2 separate regions of the Mus musculus genome follow, and region 2 is linked to region 1. Evidence: chromatin contacts called from public HiChIP or PLAC-seq data. All regions are on one chromosome and are shown on one strand. The core of a region is the stretch at or near the end of the contact, and the rest is flanking DNA. Distances in the headings are between cores, read along the strand shown.

Region 1 (7,685 bases), core at 5,159-7,658:
AGACAATGAGGATTAGAGCCACTGGATCCAAGGGGGAACTTCGCATGTGGCCTGTGTGCCCAGCTATGTTTGACTGTGTTCCACATTGAGCAAGGGGCCTGGGTCTGTTTTACCTTTCTAGTGTTGAGCCTGTCTGTCACCATTACACAGAGACTTAATGGTACCTCAGTACCACTGAAGCCTTGCCAAGAACTCAACTCGGCAACAGAGCATCCTGGCAGTACTAAAATGTATCTGCAAGGCGTTTTTATATTTTATGTTTTGTGTTGCTTTCTATTTTCACATGCCACTTTGGGTTTTGTCATTGTGATTTATCCTTTCCACTTATGAGGGTTCAAATTTCCCTTATTTTAATTTTCCTCTCCACATGGGTAGAGTAAACAAGGATGCTTTGGTATCTGTCTCATTTTCCTATGAGGACAGAGATGAAAATTGAGCAACGTCAACTGGGCCTTCCACCTTCCTCTCCTTGGACAGCTCACTGTTATGAGGCTCCTGTCATTATTCGAATGGCATCTGTCACAGTCGTAGGATACAGAGACCCATGAGCTCATCGGATCCTATCTCCCTTCCAGGGCAGGATATGTGTTCTCAGAGTGCTTCCTGGTCTAAGGTCTGCTTTGGAGTTTATTTATCCTAGGTTACAGCAAACATGGCTTCAAAAAACAGGAAATAGGGCCTGGTCTTAGCTAATTATGATTCCAGTTGGAACAAAGCCATGGAGGTATTGTGGAAGAAAAGCTCGCATTTCCATACAAGGCTGTATGGGACCTCACTGGCCATCCGGAAGTGGAGGCTTCCCAGTCCTGACAACCCTCATAAGAGTTCGGAGGCTCACTTAGTCTTACTTCCATGTTTCACAGGGCCAACAAAATTAAGCACAGCTATCTCAGCGTGTGACATTCTTAAATTGATCCCGATTCACAGCCAATTTAATTTCCTCTCATTTTTGATCCATGCCAGCATTTCAGAACTGTTCAATGAAATGCTTAATTAATTAAGACTGATTGAAAAGGAGTCCACATGTGTCAGGTACAAAGGAAAGGAGAAAGCAGGCAAGGATTCCGAAACTCATTTTGTATGAAGGGAGCGTCTTTTAGATGGTGAGTTTGGGTTTCAACGCAATTCCAAGAAACACTTCCCTACCAGTGTCTATACTGCTGATCACACCAAGAAGCAACAGTATTGCTTGCCGGATATGGAAATAAATCCTTGATGTGGATTATCTAGCTTAACCCATAAAAGATGACATTATGGTTCGCATTAAGGAGAAGTGGAAAAGGAAGTTACACCAGGTTAGATAATTTTCCCAAGGCACACGGCAGTAAATGAATAACTAATTCAGTCTCCAGCTAGGCTGCCTCTTGAGAACAACTCCTTGGCCGCAATGTTGTGCTGATTTTTCTAACCCGTAGATTATATTTGGAGAACATTGCTTTCAGAGAGAAGTGAGAGGCGACATTCGTCAGATAATTTTAACCAAGGCCCTATTTCCGAGATGTTTTCTTTCTTCCCTTCCATGGGCCTCCACTGACCCTCTTTGTGTCCCCCTGTGGTCCTCATTTCCACCTTCTCTCTTCACCATCAAACCTCTGAATTGTAACTGAGCTAAGATGCCCGAGACAGGATCCCAGAATAACTCCTTTTTATCCTGCCTGGGTTTGGGAATAGAAATAATCTCTTGGGTCTGACATGGCAGTTTGTCCCACATTTCCACTCTTGTTTTTGATATTTTGGACAAATATACTATAATCCTTACCCTACCTTACAGGTAGCAAGCCTGGAGCTCAGAAATCAGGTACAGCTCTGAGCTGAACTGGAACTGACTTCAGATAGATGCCCACAAAACAGTGACAGTGCCTACTGAAGCTCAACAAGTCCCCCCTCATGGCAGTGTGACTAGCTGGCCAGCCTCGAGGGGATTCGAAGCCCCACCCACGTGGCCCAGATGTCATTTACAGAAGTTAAATGTTCTTGGTCAGCTGAGGTTTCTGTGAGAGCTTCTGTTTGTATTGACTGTGGTATTGTTCACCTCTTACCATAGAAACCACGTTATTTCGGTCTCCTTTTGGTTGTTTCTGTGTTGCTTTAAATATTGTCCCAATTCAAGGGCAAATGCAAGGTCAATGTGAGCTTCATCAACAAGTTTAAATGGCAACCTCCATCTATGAGAGCAGAGTTGAAAGAGAGGAGTCAAAACACCTGTGTCCTAGCCCTCCTCTGCTGGTAGATTTAATTGAAGAGGGGGGTCTGTTTCCACAGAGTCACCAGCAGCAGTAAACTGGAGAAACCCACAGTGTAGCAATCTCCAAGTATTAAACATTCACATCTCTTGGTGTTCTTGACCGACTCTGCTGCACGGACAAGATGTCATCTATAAGCAATTGCTATTTTAGAAGACTGGAACCTTTCCTTCCTGAGAAAGCCCATATCTGAAAGAAGATGTCCTAGGAAGAGAAGGTATATGGTGAGCGTAGGTAAAGGCAGCTTGGTTGGTAAAGAAAGAGCAGAAGTGATCCTGGGTCTCCGGCCTGCCGAGGATGCTTCTGTGGGTGGTCTCAGGATCTGGGTGCACTTTTCTCCTGCAGACCCTGTTTCAAGATAGCTCAGCAAGATTAGCTCACCCAAACAACAAGTCACACACCCTTCTGTGCCCTAGATACCAGATAAGAACTGACAATCAAAGATAAGGAAGATTCTGCTTTTAAAATAAGCTTGTAGCTTATCAAAGGAAGAAACAAGCTGATACAAGTTTTCAAGGGAGTCTTGCAAAGAGTTAGATGATGCAGAGTTAAGGTAACAAAAGCCATCAACACTAAGGAGTCTTTTTATCTTGTAAGCTATGTAGCTAGCCTTTCTGTTTAAACCTTTCATTACTTAAGACATGTTTTCCAGGTCTGAGTCTCCTATTCAATTGCCTTCTCAGGACTGCAAGCACCATCTGAAGTTGTCCTGTCCCTCCTATGTGGCTTGACAAGGAACAGGACCTTATACTACTTCATAGTGTTCTACAGTCATCTCGGAGATGATGTGTCCTAGTCTAGTAGCAAGTTTCTTTCAGGCAACATTGAGACTCTTAATTATTTCTTCAGTAATACTTGACCCAACATTAGGCACATGAGATGTTATCACCAGATATTCCCATCAGAGTTTGCACCAGAATCCCTACTTCCTTGCCCTGAAGTTGGGGAGGCCTCTGATGGACACGGGACTTGCTTTCACTAATTGATTCACTTCTGGCAGAAGCTGAAGAATTTCAGCCTTTGTGTTTTTATCCTCTGGCACGTGTCAGGGTGGCAGCTGCTTTTCAGCCTGATCCGAGCAAAGCCCTCCACCCCCACCCCTGCCAGCCCAGAGCGTTCACACAGCGAGAGTAGGAAGTGTCACTGACTGCGTGACAACTGAGGTTTGGCACCTGTCACCACAGCGTAATCATCCCAGCCAACACACAGAAGAACACAGCAAATATTTGTTGATGTGTGTACTTATGGCTCCTAGACACCAGACTCTGAAGGAAGAAAACAAAGTCAAAAGGCTACTTATGCTGGACCAACAAAACCCTGTTCAGTACATTCTGTATCTACCTATATCTGCCTCACAGTCTGATGCTGCCGAATCCTATGTTTATGGTATGGTAGTCCATACATACATTCCTAGGGTAGAGTTTTGTTTATAAATTAGTAAGAGGTTAACATCAGTAACTTATAATACAATAGAATGGTTGCCATAGCATACTCTATAACACAGTTATTTATAACTTAACAATTTTTAAAATTTTACTTCTGGAATTTTCCATTTATATCTTCGGACTGTGGTTGACCATAGGTAACTGAAATTATGGAAAGCAAAACCACAGATAGTGAGGGTAGCTACATTCATGGCTGCTGTTCATGTTTCTGAAACATCACTGTTTCAGATCTCGGGTCTGAAAGACCCTCCCCTGTCTTTCGCTCTGAGGCGTCTTGGTCTGTAGGTATTGGTGGCCAAAATGAGAAACCTAAGGCCTGGAAAAGGGGGATGAGCCGGGAGCAAACTCAAACAGAATTGCAACGATGAAAGGGAAAGCTTTAATGAAGAAACTCTTGAAGAACACCCAGATAAAAATTCCTGGGAAGGCTGGGAGTGGAGCTCAGTGGTGAGGCTTGCCTAGTGTGGAAATGACAGAACTTGGCCTCTGTTATCAAGGAAACCTGAACTGCTTGGAAAGCATTTCACCCTCCTGCTGCTGTGTGTTTCTGAGCAAGTTACTTCACCTCTCTGACCAGGGCAGAGCCTTCATCTACAGAACAAAATAGAGAGAGCAGAGCTCAGCACCCAGAGGGGTGGGTGTGGTGGGAAGAGCCCTTTACATTCTGAACTTTGATAGGGATTTCCAGATGTCAACTGTCAGAGTACTCACCTGGTACCACAGAGCCTTGGGTTCGAATCCCAGTGCTACAAAAATCAGGTGTGGTCATGCATGCTCAAAATCCCAGCACTCAGTAGTCTTGACACTCAGGAGATAGAAGCTGGAGGGCCAGGGCTTCAAGGTCATCCTTGGCTACATAGTAAGGTTATCGCAGGCTGCATGAGACCCTATTTTAATTAAAGACAAACAAACAAACAAACAAAAAATGCCTCTTTTCCAGTAAAATAGGCATGATTTTTGGACTGTTTTTAGCGCACAGATACTGTGTTTTATTAATGCTTCTACAAAAATAAAAAGAGATGGAAAGATTCATTAAAAAGCCATAAACCCCAAACAAGTTCTGTCTGAACTCAACCCCCGGGAAACACGGAAGCTCCTGACCAGAGTGCAGCAATGTGGCCGTTGGCCCCTGGGGAGGCCGGGATGACCCTTGTTCCATGCATCCAATGCACCTAACCTCATTCAGAAAATGCTCTCTCTGGACCGTGCTCAAGGAGGGCTGCTCAAGTTATGGAGTCTATGATGGGGTACACAGAACGGACTTCATTCCTCCCGGACTTTGTAGGAGGACTGAGGCGTCAGTGCCCTCTACTATGATGCCACCAGTCAGACGTCCCTTGGGCAGCCCCACTGTCCTCTTGTTCCAACTGGATGTGGCTCCAGCCACAGCAGCAAATGAGGTGCTCTGGCCTCCTGTTTATCTAACTTTTCCATTACGAGTGATGCTGTACTGGAACCATACACCCAATGACCTCTGGAAGTTCTGCCCTTTCCCCAGTCCCAGAAAATGATTGTCCCTAGCGAGGTGGGGAAAACAGAAGCTTAGAATTAAAAGATAGATGATATCCGCATCTAGATGCGTTCGTATGACAGTTCTCCAAATGACTGTCCCAAAGTCCCAGATTCCTGGAAACAGTAAAGACTGCCTCAAACTGTAGTCACTAGTCTATTATCTTAATCATAGTAACCATTTGGGTTTGATTTGAAAACCTGTGACAGGGAGATAAATTTCTGCCACTGTAGGTGAAGCTTGGAAGGGCTAACCCAATGAATATGCTCAGTTGATCACTTCCTTCCCACACATCCATACTTACATTCTGTGACCCCGGTGCTTACGATTGCCCTGGCAAGTGCTAAGTGGGGACAGCAGAAGGGTCCACAGCCTCCACAAGCTTCCAGTCTGAGTAAAAAGGAAGGCACAGAAGCAGAACAGTCATGACCAAGCTCACTGCACAATGGAGAAGGGGGCCCAGTTTGTCCCAGGGCATTCAGGGAAGGCTTCTTGGAGGAGGGGGAAAGTAACAGCTGAGCATGAAATGAAGGATTAAAGAGAAATGAACGGGAGAGACAGATAGAAAGGAGGTGAAAGATGGGTTTGGGTAAAGAGAGGTGAGAAAATACAGTGGTCAGGAAACCAGCCTCACTGACTATTCCTGGAGCTTGGACAGGGAATAAAGAATGAACAGATGATGGAGATTTCCTAGCACCTAGCACATCATGGGAAGGCGGACAGCAACTTGAACTGTGATTGTCAAAATATCCAAAGGCCCTAGAAGCACACACTTTTGTGCTCCCCCCTTCTCTCCCACATTTTCTCTGCTTTTACATCCCCCTTTGTAAGTACTGAAGCCCCCAATGGTAGGAAGCATTTGTCTAAAAATAGCCCTTCTCAAAGACCCAGTCTCTTCTGAGTTTCTCAGAACATCTGCTCAACAGTTTCCTATAACTGTTTTTGGCCATTAAATCAAAGCCGTCAGAAACAATGTTCTGTTTCTGTCTTTCAAGCAAAGAATTGCCAGGAGGCCTTCCTCTGTAACCCAGACGACAATGGGGCCAGAAATAGCTACTTCCACAGAGACTTTGGAACACCTTACTACCCAGGTCCAAGCAAAGTCACCCGTCTTGTTTTTCTTTCTTTTTAAAGACACTGTTCGACTCCCCTTGTACAGAAAAGAAACTCAGAGAGGCCTAACCTCCTGGGAGAGGAGACACTGCCCTATGCAAATTACCACCTGCAGCTTGGGGCCCTGTGGCTTGTGTAGCTCATGGTTGGTAGGGACCAGAGACTGGTAAATGTCTCATACCAGGATGGTCAGAACAACCACTTGTATGGGGCTGAGGATCGGAGGGATGGTGGGTTCTGCCATGTGATTGGCTTTAGTTCTAAGCTCTACCCGTGTTGTGCATTAAACCCCATTTCTTCATGTGGCACAAAATGTAGGAGTCTGTACTAATCTGTGTTAGTCCAAGGGAGACTTGCATTCACCAGGTTCTGGGTCCTAACAGGTCCCCCCTGCCCTAGACTATACATCCAAGTACCAAGGATCCTGGTGAGATATTTTCTCTGAATTAGACTGCTGTTGTGGTCTGCAAGAATATGAACAAGCCTTGGCGCCATGGTCCTCAGGCAGATGGCAAAAGGAGGAAGAGGGAACCAAGAAGGAGCTTGGTGTGATGCAAAGTGCACATCGTTTAGAGCCAAGGCAAGGGTCTAGCTCAGTTTAGCAGCAGAGTCCAAGTGTGAACGGAGTTGCTTGGTGCCAGAGGCCAGCTGAGAGAACCCGAGGGAGCAAAGCTCTGCTCTGGCATGCAAGATCCAGTCAGGCCTGGTGGTGGGGTGGTTGATACATTAGAAAGCTAGATTCAGCTCCAAGAAAGAGCCGTGGGAGATGACCTAAAATGTTCCCTTACTCTAGGCTAGGACTTTAGTCTGGGCAGTGGATTTAAACATGAGGCTAAAACCTCAAGGCAACTTCCTAGTACCAAGAGTTAGAGTCAGCACCCCAAGTGAACAAGGCTCATGTGACTCAGATCATGGTGCACACAGTCTATGAGTGGTGCAGGTCTCCTCTAGCCTTAAAGGAAGCAAGTGGTCCCCTTTCACAACACGCAAGGTACTGCCATCAGGGCTGGCTCAGAGTGGAGATGAGCCGGTAGGCATAGGGGAAGCCAGGGAAGCAACTGTCAGGGTGGGTTTAGCAAGCTCAACCCCCTCCCCCCAGATGAAGCTCTCTACATTTTTGGATGTTTTCTTCCACTTGTATAGATCAGCCCTGGAAGTTTGGGATAGAAGCTGGTTTCCACAGCTCATGTTCCTCAGACAGTATGCCAATGGAAAATAGATGGACCATCTGACCTGGGGACATAGCGAGGCATTTGCTACCTGGTCAGTAACTGCAGGGACAGACTGAGAAGCAGCAGCAGGCGTTTCCTTATCATCGTGTGTGAGCACTGAGCATAGCCAAACGATATCTAACGCGGAGATGATGTGATCCAT
Region 2 (6,899 bases), core at 3,322-5,821, 480 kb before region 1:
ATAAATCTTGAAAGCATTTGTATATTGAATGTCCTATTTAGTGTGGCATACTTGTCCTTGTGTACATGGTCATATTATGATGTCCCTAGAATCTTTACAGGACAGGTGCCTTCTTCGCCATTTTATTTCAAATTATTATCTTGACTACAGTTGTATGTCTCCCCAAAACGCTATTTTCCATTCTTAAGTCATCGATCTTTCCCCCAGCCCCTTTACTTTTGAACTCAAATGATAGAACAGATTGTCAGTCCAGAGAACTTAGCTCTTTGAGAACCCCAGACACATTGATTAAGAGATGGGTCTTTGGGAGCAATTAAAAGATAATATCAGTAGGACTGGACAATGTGACAAGCTAATGGTCCCCTGCTGCCAAAGAAAGTCTCAAGGAAACTGAGACATTATTTTCAAAGCCAGAGGCCATTTTACTGTCAAAGCACTGTCCTCTGACAACTTGGTTTCTATTATGCCCCTGTGACTAGAACGGTAAATTTAAAAGGAGGCAGGAGGAAGGGCTAAGTGCAGGTCTGAAGCTCACTAGCCAAAAAGTCAAAGCTCAGACTCGCCAGACACTAAGCCATCGGCATGAGTGCCTGTGCCACTGACTGCAGCCACAAAGGTTTCCTGTCCCTAACAATAGCTCCTCTTTAAAGACCTATTGCTGTGTTTTTGTAGTATAGACATTTATTTTTTTTTATATTCTAGCCACTGCCAATCCTTGAGTAGCACAACCAAGAGTTCTCTTTTAACACATATCCTTAGGCTCAGTAGGCAAAGTGCTTGTTATGCAAACAAAGACCTGAGGTCAAATCTCCAGAAGCTGGTATTGCCTTCCGTGTTGGCAAGAGTCTGTAACCATAGCACTCATTTTGTGAGATGGGGGTAGAGACCGAAAAACCTCTGGAAGCTCATGGGCCAGTTGGTCTTGTGTACATAATGATGAACAATGAAAGGATTGTCTCAAACAAGATATAAGGCAAGACTAACACTTGAGGTTGTCTGCTGGCCTCTACAGTCATATCTACACTATAACTATATAACTTCTGTCTCTCTCTCTCTCTGTGTGTGTGTGTGTGTGTGTGTGTGTGTGTGTGTGTGTGTGTGCGCGCGCGCGCGCACTACCAAGGAACTACTTCCTGCCCACTAGGGGCTTTAAATTACCAGTGAACAGTGTCTATATATATATACTCTCATGAATTTCTATTAAGCCATTATTAGTCATATTTTGGTATTGTATGAGACAGGATATAAGGTTTAAATCCTCCAGTAGGTGATAAGCAGGCAATTGGTAGCATCTAGAATGGGAATTAAAATAAAAATAAATTTCTACTCCCAATTATCTGTTTCCATCCTGGTATGTCATGTGAGAAATTCTTAAGTGCTTTGGAATATTCTATAATGGTATACCCTGTAAGAGGCCTGTACTTGGGTGCCAGGCTATTTGCTGACTGGCCAAGTGATTTATGAATTAATGTTTCCATTTGATATTTTGTGGGTTGAAGATGAGAGTATTTTGATCATTGATACGGCCTTTCCACAAAGTTCTCTTTACAAAAATTGTGTTTTAACTTTCTGGGTTCATTTTTTTCATACTTACATATTCAGTAAGTTAAAGTAGCTGTGTCACAGAAGAGAAATGTGCATATGTATGGAAGCCTGTGATAACATCATCAGCATACTCATGCCAACGATTAACCAATTCCATTTCCTTCAAACCTTTCAAGTTAGCACATGAGCATTTGTAGGTAAAGGAAGATTCCTGTGAATCGCATTTGACTGTGTCAGTAGCATGGGAATCAGAACCTTTGCTGTATATATACTAAACTCATATCTGCTGTATATATACTAAACTCATATCTGCTGGTGTCACATCAGACAGTTCAACCAACATGAACAGAAAATATTCAGAGTATCTGAGGTCAACATCAGCAGCATCTTTGTTTCTCCCTAAAACATACAGTGTCACATCTGTTTATATAGCACTCACATCACATTAGTTCTTTTAAATAATCTATAGAAGCTGTATAGTATACATGAGTCTAGTAAATGATATATTTTTTTCTATAATTGACTTTATCATTCTTCGATTTGTATTTATGTTGGGATCCTGGAATGAACTCCACTGATGCTCAGACAACTGTATTTCTCTTGTGTCCCTGATTTATCATATCACATATCGTTAGAATACATTTATCCATATTTTTTACTCCGAAGACAGTATAACAGGGGTAAATCTCTACCACATGGATTTTACTATGACAACTGTGTAACAAGGGTAAATATATAACCCATAATTAAAAAAATAATTATCTTCCTTCAAGAGTAAATACCCAAGCCTAGGAAGTGCAAACATATGAGATCAATTTACAGTGATCTTTGATCACACATCCTGTGCATCGCCAAGTTCAGCCAGCTAGCTCGACTTAAGTTTGTACCACATCCAACCTCCAGGTTCTGTCTGGTGCATTCATCCTGTGCCCAGGTCCAGCTTGGCCTAGCCTAGGACACATATCTGTGCACCCATCCAACCTAGTAACTGTAGCTTTCACTCCTCATCAAAGATGCTTCTGTTTGCAGCACAGGATCATTATTACAGCAAGGCACAACTAGTCAAAACACAGAGAACAAGGAATGGTGTGTGCCCAATACCAACTGATACATTTACAACACAACCCCTACACCTGAGGTTAAGCAAACATCACAAAAGACCGGGTGGAAAGATTGTAAAAACCAGAAACATGGATGCAGATAGTATGTCTTCTCTATATGACAGGAAAGCTTCACCCACAAAATTTCAACATTGTGATTGCCTAAAGTTGACCAACACAGGGACAACAATAGGTGGCATGCCTATGTGGGTGAGGGAAGTCTCACAAGGTCCCACTCCTAGATGAAGATCCACAGGCAATGACTGCTAAAGAGAGAAAGAATCAGTCTTCCCTGGATTGAAGCCCATAGTTGCTTATCTAATACCAAGTGGTTAGCCCTAAAAACATATATCATATATCGTATGTCGTATATCATATATCCTATATATGTCATATGTCCTATATCTCTCTATCTCTATCTCTATCTCTATATCTATATGATAGCATTACACTAAATGGTATCAATGGCTTATGTGTGTACACATGTTCTACTGAAATATATGTATATGAATATGTTTAAAGAAAATAAAAAGAAGCCATAATTTTTAGATTGAGCACAGTAGGGTAGAGTTGTGCACACATTGAGGGCAGGGTATTAAACACAATGCTCATATGAAATTCTTTATAAACAGTAGGTTAATTAAAGACATTATCTTCCTTCAAACACAAAACAAAACAAGGAGGGACAGACACTGTCCAAAACTACCTGGGAATCAGTGTAAGAGCCAAGCTTGAGGCTTTCATCATGGAAGTCAGACCGATGTCTTTTTATTCCTTAGCATCAGTGAATCACAGTGCTGCCGAGGTAGACTATAGATACTAGAGCACCAAGCAGGCCAGCAGCCTGCCATGCCACACCACATGCCTAGGTTTCTCAGCCTCTTTCCTTATGCAAACTGAAGAATGGTTTAGAGCTCACATCATACAACTAAAAAATGAATGAGAGGTCCAGTGTTTCAAATGTCAGTAGGGGAGGGTGCTCTCATGAGCAACTGAGCCTAGTGTTTAGAGGGGCTATGAAGCAATGAGATACCTGACCAAAGGAGGAATCAAAGCATACAACAAAACATCTAGAAATGATGGGTTGAGACTTCTTGGCTATCTCCCAACTTCGAAATGAGTTGGAGATGTTTACCTCAACGATGCAAACAGATAGTGAATAAAACATGTCTGGAATTTTGTGTTCAGAAAATGTGACAAGCTTGAATCTGATGACTTTGAGACTCATCTGAAATATGGGTTTCAGCTCAACTGCAAAGCTTTTAAGGAATCCACGATATTGCTGCTATGCACTGCAGCTTGCCCTGTGTGTGTGTAGGGGGGAGCATTGAAAAGAAACTGTGAGATAGAAGACGTGAAGAGAAGAGGAGAGGAGGGGAGGGGAGGGGAGGGGAGGAGAGGAGAGGAGAGGAGAGGAGAGGAGAGGAGAGGAGAGGAGAGGAGAGGAGAGGAGGAGAAGTGAGACAAAGAAGTAGCAACCATATTCTGGATAAGCAGATCTCTAAAGTGAGCATTCTCCCCAGCAGCCTCAATGAACTGAGAATTTGACATTTATTTTTGAGCCAAAAAGAATGATTTTAAAATTGTTCTTCAGGTGCTTGTGTAAATGCACTCATATTTACAGACTGTGGTGTGATTACATAACCAAAATACCATGATACTACTTAACTTCTGGATGGGAGATAAAGACATTATTTTAATCTTGTCTTTGTGTTAAATTGAGTGCTCAATGTTAATTCTTCTTACCTCAGGAAAAGCCTTATTTCATATACTGAAGGAGAGATAACCGTTTGATTTTGTTTTCATGGAAAATTACTTTACTTCTCATATGTGTGAGAAATATTTGTGATTACACAGAACCCTGATCTGCTGGAATTGCACTTGCTAGTTAGAGAAAGTCCGGCAGGTGTCGCTGTAACACTGCTCAAATTTAATATAGTTCCCTCACAGGCAGGATGGTCAAGTACAAGGCTTTTGGTTGTGAGCTCTTCACTAGCAAAGATCTTTACCTCAATTAGAGTTCATGACAGCCTCAAGAAAAGCTAGTCTGTCTGTTAGGACCCTAATTCAAATCTGAATGTTTGGAGATCACCAGAGAAATATATAATCAGAGTACAAGTTAGCACATCCATGGGAAAAGCAACTTGGCAATAGCTTCCTAGCCATAGGTTTAAACTGTTACATGCAACTGTATAAAGTACACTCTGCCCATCCACTGTTTCAATACTCTGGGGCACAAAGTGCATTCAACCCAAGGGGTTTGCCATTGACTCGCTTTTCAAAACTGGAAGAAATTAAAGGTGCACAATACAATAATTCAAAACTCCTTATAGACAAGCACTATGGTTTCTTTCTTTCTTTCTTTCTTTCTTTCTTTCTTTCTTTCTTTCTTTTTTTATACTGTTGGCAAATATGCTCACAATCTTTCAGAATCAAAATGAGTAAAAGTTTTTTTTTAATTAGGTATTTTTCTCGTTTACATTTTCAATGCTATCCCAAAGGTCCCCCATACCCACCCCCCCAACCCCCTACCCACCCACTCCCCCTTTTTGGCCCTGGCGTTCCCCTGTACTGGGGCATATAAAGTTTGCAAGTCCAATGGGCCTCTCTTTGCAGTGATGGCCGACTAGGCCATCTTTTGATACATATGCAGCTAAAGACAAAAGCTTCCGGGTACTGGTTAGTTCATATTGTTGTTCCACCTATAGGGTTGCAGTTCCCTTTAGCTCCTTGGGTAATTTCTCTAGCTCCTCCATTGGGGGCCGTGTGACCCATCCAATAGCTGATTGTGATCATCCACTTCTGTGTTTGCTAGGCCCCAGCATAGTCTCACAAGAGACAGCTATATCTGGGTCGTTTCAGCAAAATCTTGCTAGTGTATGCAATGGTGTCAGCATTTGGAAGCTGATTATGGGATGGATCCCTGCATATGGCAATCACTAGATGGTCCATCCTTTCGTCACAGCTCCAAATTTTGTCTCTGTAACTCCTTCCATGGGTGTTTTGTTCCCATTTCTAAGAAAGGGTAAAGTGTCCACACTTTGGTCTTCGTTCTTCTTGAATTTCATGCGTTTGGCAAGTTGTATCTTATATCTTGGGTATCCTAAGTTTCTGGGCTAATATCCACTTATCAGTGAGTACATATTGTGCGAGTTCCTTTGTGATTGGGTTACTTCACTCAGGATGATACCCTCCAGGTCCATCCATTTGCCTAGGAATTTCATAAATTCATTTGGGGGGGGGCAAACCACATGACCTGAATGACAATGCTGGATAAAGCATTGTGCTATAAAACTTACTTTAATTAATAGTAATGTTGTTGCCATTAAGAGTGGCTTCTGCGTTGAGATCATCTCAGCAGATCAAGCAATAAAGTGAGTGATCTCATACTGCTTGCCCTCGATGCTGGCTCTGCTCATTCTGTGTAAATATTATCCGCTTCTTCATGGTCATGTCAACATGTAAAAGTCCCTAAGCCTTTTGATTTTCTTGTCAGTCTTGACCAAATTCCTCCTGGTTAGAGACTGAAGGATTTTCATTTCTTTCACCAAAGCATTTGCCATGTTTGGAACCTTGTAATTATTCCAAACATGTTTGAGGAGCAAATGTTACACAAAGCACTGTGCCAATTCTTCAAAATAAGAGTCTACTTATATATTTGTTTCAAGGAGTCATCATAGGGGAGAAGAGGGCAATATTCGGCCACTTTAGGGGAATTTAGCATAAAAATAATATTTATTGTAAAGGACATGAAACATATTTAATAGGAACAGAATATATTCAAGATAGGTGATGTACTATATAAAAGATTGTGCTATTGCATAACAGGTGTGACTGTTCATCAAGAATTTTAATTACCAAAATGAGAAACATGGTTTAGAAACAGAAAATTAAGAACCCACATAAGAAGTACATTATAAATAGACTATTAAGCAAGTCTCAGGCCAGCCCAATCTTTGCCGAAAAGAGGAAGGGGTAGAAAAATGGCGGAGAAGGGAATAAAGAAGAATGAAAAGAAGTTTGTCTTTAAGACAGCTAAACACAAGTTCCCAGTTCAGAGCTCCTCTCAAAATGGGCTCGGTAGTCAGGGCTACATTTTCATCATTCCTGTGGATTAGGCCATATGCTTACTTCCTTATGATAAAAAGTGGGTGTGGTTCCTTTGTGTGATTTTGAAGCCAGATGGAATGGCTCTACTGGTAGATACCTGGATTACAGAAAACTTCAAAGCCAAGGACAAGTCCATGACAGAAG

What was found. HiChIP or PLAC-seq counts read pairs in DNA pulled down with a chosen protein or histone mark.
Region 2: a contact with region 1 is called in an H3K27ac HiChIP or PLAC-seq map of regulatory T cells, with 9 times the contacts expected there. The contact joins two enhancer-like sites. A contact is called at or near these places in 1 of 39 promoter capture datasets (embryonic stem cells), 1 of 15 datasets of contacts at CTCF or cohesin (the NIH/3T3 cell line), 2 of 484 Hi-C or Micro-C datasets (induced pluripotent stem cells and long-term hematopoietic stem cells) and 5 of 115 datasets of contacts at active chromatin or transcription factors (cardiomyocytes, embryonic fibroblasts, large pre-B cells and 2 more).

The regions. Positions count from the first base shown.
Region 1 is chr9:32,611,829-32,619,513 of GRCm38.p6, reverse strand. No RefSeq gene overlaps it. Among named protein-coding and RNA genes, the nearest start is that of Gm31928, 15 kb to the left of the region's middle. Within about 2 kb of position 6,408, at least 57 of the 459 cell types and tissues checked have an H3K27ac peak or open chromatin away from gene starts, as enhancers often do. A contact at or near this core is called in regulatory T cells, where this site is marked.
Region 2 is chr9:33,093,518-33,100,416 of GRCm38.p6, reverse strand. No RefSeq gene overlaps it. Among named protein-coding and RNA genes, the nearest start is that of Gm27166, 65 kb to the right of the region's middle. Within about 2 kb of position 4,571, at least 5 of the 459 cell types and tissues checked have an H3K27ac peak or open chromatin away from gene starts, as enhancers often do. A contact at or near this core is called in regulatory T cells, where this site is marked.